2 separate regions of the Macaca mulatta genome follow, and region 2 is linked to region 1. Evidence: chromatin contacts called from public Hi-C data. All regions are on one chromosome and are shown on one strand. Each heading gives the region's core, a stretch centred on a gene start, on an enhancer-like site or on the middle of the called end of the contact. The rest is flanking DNA. Distances are from core to core; before and after follow the strand shown.

What was found. Hi-C and Micro-C count contacts between places; a contact is called where the count stands out from the background.
Region 2: a Hi-C map of fetal cortex germinal zone shows a contact between it and region 1, with 2.5 times the contacts expected there. The contact joins the promoter of SCN5A here to the promoter of EXOG in region 1. A contact is called at or near these places in 3 of 14 Hi-C or Micro-C datasets (cortical neurons, fetal cortex germinal zone and liver).

The regions. Positions count from the first base shown.
Region 1 is chr2:100,786,141-100,788,741 of T2T-MMU8v2.0, reverse strand. EXOG (exo/endonuclease G) reads right to left here and starts at 1,325. Exons shown (of 5, transcript XM_077992183.1): 1 at 1,140-1,325. The coding sequence starts at 1,302.
Region 2 is chr2:100,939,444-100,942,044 of T2T-MMU8v2.0, reverse strand. SCN5A (sodium voltage-gated channel alpha subunit 5) reads left to right here and starts at 1,311. Exons shown (of 27, transcript XM_077992192.1): 1 at 1,311-1,511.

The DNA.
Region 1 (2,601 bases), core at 76-2,575:
CTCTGTTCCAGTTAAAGGGAATCCAAATTGTTCCAAGACAGCCTTTTCCGCAGATCCTAAAAGTGAAAACAAAACAAAACAAAACAAAAACACAAACACACAATTAGTGGCTCTTAAGAACAAAAGATTATAAGGAAAAGGAGAGCGGTGTGATTTACAAAGGACTGGCTCAAAAGTCTAATCAACGAGAAAATCTCATTTTTGCAACTATGAGATGAAGAAAATAGTAGACAAAGTACGGATTTGCCTATAATCAATGAATAAACTGCAGCTACAGCGTTAACTTTTGAATAAAGACTTGATCTTACTAGTCTTTCACATCAAATTTCCAAATCATCTCTGAAGCACTGATATGTGTGCTGTTGCAAGATGACAGTAAAACTGGTACTGTTTTTCCGAGTGGGAGAAACCAAGCACACAATCAATAGTGAGTCGGTTTCGAGATAATCCTCCCCTGATGCCTTCTCAAATCCTCAACCCACCAAGGGGGTAGTTCTCTTGCTAGATGCCAAGTATCCAAAGGAGCAAGTTAAATTGGCACATCCACAAAGTGTAAGAAATGAGCACGTCTTAATTTTTTTTTTTTTTTTTTGGTCAAATGTAAGGTACTCATTGCAACATGAGTTTTTATACACTTTGGAGAGATAGCAGGTATTCTTCAACTGAACAATGACGAAAGAAGGGCAGTTAACTAATCTACTAAAACTATGTATTAATTTATTCCTTCATTCATACTTACTGAATGCCAATTATGTACCAGGTACTGTGCTGGTTAGATGATGGAGACCAAAACAGACATAGTCTCAAGTCTTACGGAGCTAACAATCTTAGTGGAGGACACAGACTTTTATTAAAACATAGATATCGCGATGAGTAATTTGGGGGAAGAAAGTCTGGCGGGGGTGGCTCTGTGAAGAAAACTAAGATGCCCGGGGTAAGGAAGGACATGAGGGAAGCCGGCCAGACGCGACGTGGGGAAAGGAGGCCGAGCCGGGAGAAAAAAGGTCAGAAACCAAGGGCCGGGTTCGGGGCCCAGCAAACGGTGAAGGCTGTCCGTCAAGCACTGCCATTCACATTCCAGGTAGGAGTCGGAGCCTGAAACCTGGGCCAGGGAAGGGAGGACGGGCCCACAGACTTACCATCCGGCTGCTTCCCTGTCAACGCTCCCTCAGCGCCCTGACTCCGGAAGAACTGCAGGGCCGTGAGCCCAGCTCCCGCAGCGCCCACTACAGCCCCGGCCACGAAGCCACTCAGAAAACGCCGGGAGCCCCGGAGGCGGGAAGCGATACTCTTGGTAGCCATCTTGCCCGAGGTACCGGCCTTTTATCACGGCGCATGCGCGCGCAGGCCGGCCCCCGTCCCGCCGCCCGCCAAACTGAGGGCCTCGTACGCCCCCTGGTGACAAACCTGGATGCCCTGGCGCATCCCCGCTTCATCCCTGGTCCACTGGGCGGGGCGATGGATGGGGAATACGATGTCTAGACGGTTTAGTGGTGTGCTATGTATAGTCTTGAGAAGAAAATGCCTTTAGTCCCATTTAACAGCGAGTAAACACTTGCATATGGTTACACTAAGGTCTCCAGAGCCGATATTCCAACTCAGGTCTATTTATTTATTTTTTTAGCGACAGGGTCTCTGTTACCCAGGCTGCAGTACAGTGGAATGATCATAGCTCATTGCGATCTCGAACTCCTTGGCTCAAGCGATCCTCCTGCCTCAGCCTCCTGAGTAGCTGGGACTACAGGCACGTGCCACACTGCCTGGCTAATTTTTTTGGCAGGAGTGGGGGAGTAGAGAAGGGGATCTCCTTATGCTGCCCAGGCTGGTATCCAACTTCTGGCCTCAAGCAATCTTCCTGCCTCGGCCTCCCAAAGTGCTGTAAGTCCAGGTGTGAGTCACTGTCCCCAACCTTCTCTTTTAAATTGGAATAACAATACTTAGACCATAGCGTTCTTGTGACGATTAAAGGAGATGACACATGTAAAATGTTTAGGGAAGTACCAGGGGCATGTCGTTAAGTGCTCTGTAAATGTTAGAAATGTTTGAGTCATCTCTACTCTTTGTCTTGATAGAATATAAAATCCAGATTGCTGAATGCCTGCTGGCAAAGAAAGGATAGATAGATTTCATGGACTACCACTCACAAATAAATGAGTTCATTTTGCAGCACAATCTCCAGCATTCCGTGTGGACTTAGTTCTTAGTAGAACTTTCAAGTTTCCTATTTCTTAGAAAACTGGTAGGAATAACTTTCATCTGATCCCACTGATGATTCACTGACCAGGAGGCCACTTCTAACAACCTACTGAAGTATGCACATTATTTTGACAGCCTCAAATGGGAAGTTACCCCCTTGCTAGGAATACCTGTTGTGAAGGACCCTGACTGGTTAAGCTACATCAACCAGAGTCCTTCCTAGGGATTTTGGATCTAGTACTCTCTCTGGGTAGCAAAGCTGTGATGTGAAACTCTGGCACTGGGCCAGGCACAGTGGCTCATGCCTGTAATCCCAGCATTTTGAGGGGCCGAGACTGGAGGATCACCTGAGGTCAGGAATTTGAGACCAGCCTGGCCAACATGGTGAAACCCCATCTCTACTAA
Region 2 (2,601 bases), core at 62-2,561, 150 kb before region 1:
CTCTGTGCCCATCCTGGCACCCATTTGGCTCTCTAAGAGCGGTTCTTGCTTCTGGGAGCCCTGAAAATGTGGCAGAAAAGTGTACCATCACTACCAATGACTGTAGTGATCTGTGGGCAAAAGCTGATGACCTGTTTTGTTTTGTTTGTGTTTTGTTTTTGTTGTTGTTGTTGTTGTTTTGAGAAGCAGCAAGATTTATTGTGAAGAGGGAAAGAACAAAGCTTCTACAGCGTGGAAGGGGACCCAAGCGGGTTGCCCTGATGGCCTGTTTTGTTTAAACAAGAAGTGTGTCCCCATAGGTCCTGGGCATGGGCGTGTGAGCAACTGTTTGTCAGCATATGTCTCCGTGTGTGTGTGCCTGTGACCATGTCTCTGAGTGAGAAACAGTTGGTGTGTGGGTATGTGACTCCAGGCACACATATACATACATATATGTGTGTATACATGTATATATGTGTGTGTGTGTTTGTGTGTGCGCGTGTGGGTGTCTCTGTGTTGGTTGCCTGCTTCCTTCTGGGTCTGGGTGTGTGTTTGGTTCTGTGAGCATGTGCGTCAGTATGTTCAGGTAGTGTGTACCGTTGTGCAGATTTCTGTGGCATCACTAAGTGTGTCTCCAGGAAAGTGTGGTTCGAGTGAGTGTGTGTGTCTCTGTGTCAGTGTGTCAGTGGATGTGTGTCTAAGTCATGTGGGTGTCTAAGTTTGTCAGAGTGTCTTCCTCAGTGTCAGTGTGTGTCAATGATGTGTCTGTCTGGGTCTGTGTGGGTGTGTGGGGGTGTGTATCTGTCTCAGGGTGCATGTGTGTGTCTGTGTCAGTGCAGGTATGCCTATGGCAGCGTGTGTCTGTCTCGGCATGAGTGTCAGTATACGCCCATGTCCACGTGGGTGGGTGGGTGTCTGATGTAGCCTTTCCAAGTCAGCAAGGTTGTGTGTGTGTGTGTGTGTGTGTGTGTGTGTGTGTGTGTGTACTCCGGCGTGTGCTGGTGTATATGCCAGTGTTTGTTAATGTGTGTCTGTCCGCGTCCGCGTGGGTGGCCATCTGTGGCAAAGCGTCCCCGGGTCGGCGTGTGTGTACCCCCGCCTGTGTCTGTCTGTCCGCGGCCGCGTGGGCGGTTGTCTGTGGCTGTGCGCCCCCGGGTCAGTGTGGGAGTGTGTACCCCGGCGGGAGCCGGTGTATCCCCCACCTCCGAGCGGGCGGAGCGCCACGTGCGGAGCCTCGGGCGCGTCGCTCTGGGGCGGAGCCAGCCCGGGGCCCCAAGCCCCAGGCCGAGCCCAGGCGGGGCCCGCCCCGACCCCGCCCCCGACCCCGCCCCCAACCCGAGCCCGCGCGCCGCCTGCCCAGCCCGGGAGCCCGAACCGAGCCGCGGAGCCGAGACGGCGGCGGCGCCCGTAGGATGCGGGGATCGCTCCCCCGGGGCCACTGAGCCTGCGCCCAGTGCCCCGAGCCCCGCGCCGAGCCGAGTCCGCGCCGAGCAGCAGCCGCCCACCCCGGGGCCGGGCCGGGGGACCAGCAGGTGAGCGAGCGCCCCCGCGCCCGGCAGCCCTGGCCCGGCCGGAGCCCCCTCCGCCTGCCGCCGCCCAACTTTCCTCCCCGAGGGCCGAAGCCTCCAGCCCCAGCGTGCTCCTCCCCTGCCCGGGTCCACCCAGCCGCTCCCTCCCCGATCAGTGCCCCAGAGAAACGGAGGGGGAGAAGGGGCGCAGATCCGCCCGGCTGGAGGGGATCCCCGGGGGAGACGTCTCTAATCACCGTGCGCCCCCCTTCCCTTCTCTTTCCTTCCGGGTTTCCCGGTGCGCTGTCGAGGGCCGGGGGAGGGGGAGCTGCGGCCCCAGCTTCCCGGTCATCCCTGGCGCAGGCTCGGGGAGGGTCTGGGATTGGGACCCGGATTCCGGAGGCCGGAGACCCCAAGGTCAGAGCGGCGACTGGGCGCGCAGTGAATGTGGTTTCAGAGAGCGGGAGCTGCGGGGGCTGACTGAGCAGGGCTGGATATGGGGGAGGAAGCCACGCACCCCCTTTCTCTGGGCCCAGGGGGAACCGTCCGCTGGGGCTGTCCTCTCTGTGGGACGAGATCTCTGCGCGCTTAGACCACGTAGAGATCTCGGTGCCCTTTGACGCCCTAAAGGGGCCACATCTCCTCTATCTGATCTCTGTGCTTCTCGAAGGGGTAGAGATCTCTGTGCGCTGAGATTGGAGAGAGTTCTCTGCCCCCCTCTCTCTGAGCCGGACAGATCCACGCACCCTGATGGGAGGTGGCTCTTGACCTCTGTGTTATTTGATCGTCTTTGGTGGCGCCCTGGAAGAAAGTAGAGGTGTCAAGCCTTGTCCGAGACGCCAAGGGCTGGTGGGGGCCAGAGGTGTGGGCACTGTTAGTGGTGGTGATGAGGATGGGGGGAAATGATGTTGGGGACAAGTCGCTGGCTGTAGGCCTGACTTGCAAACACCTGTTGGAGAGCAGCGCACAGCCAGATCAGGACGCCATGGCTAAGATAGTGCAGGACTCACTCTTGTGCTCCTTAGTGCCTTCAGCCGAGCCCCGGGCCATGGGATCTATCTCCTCTTAAGGTCCTGGGCCTATGTTCCATTCCCAGGCATCTGCTTGCCTCCTG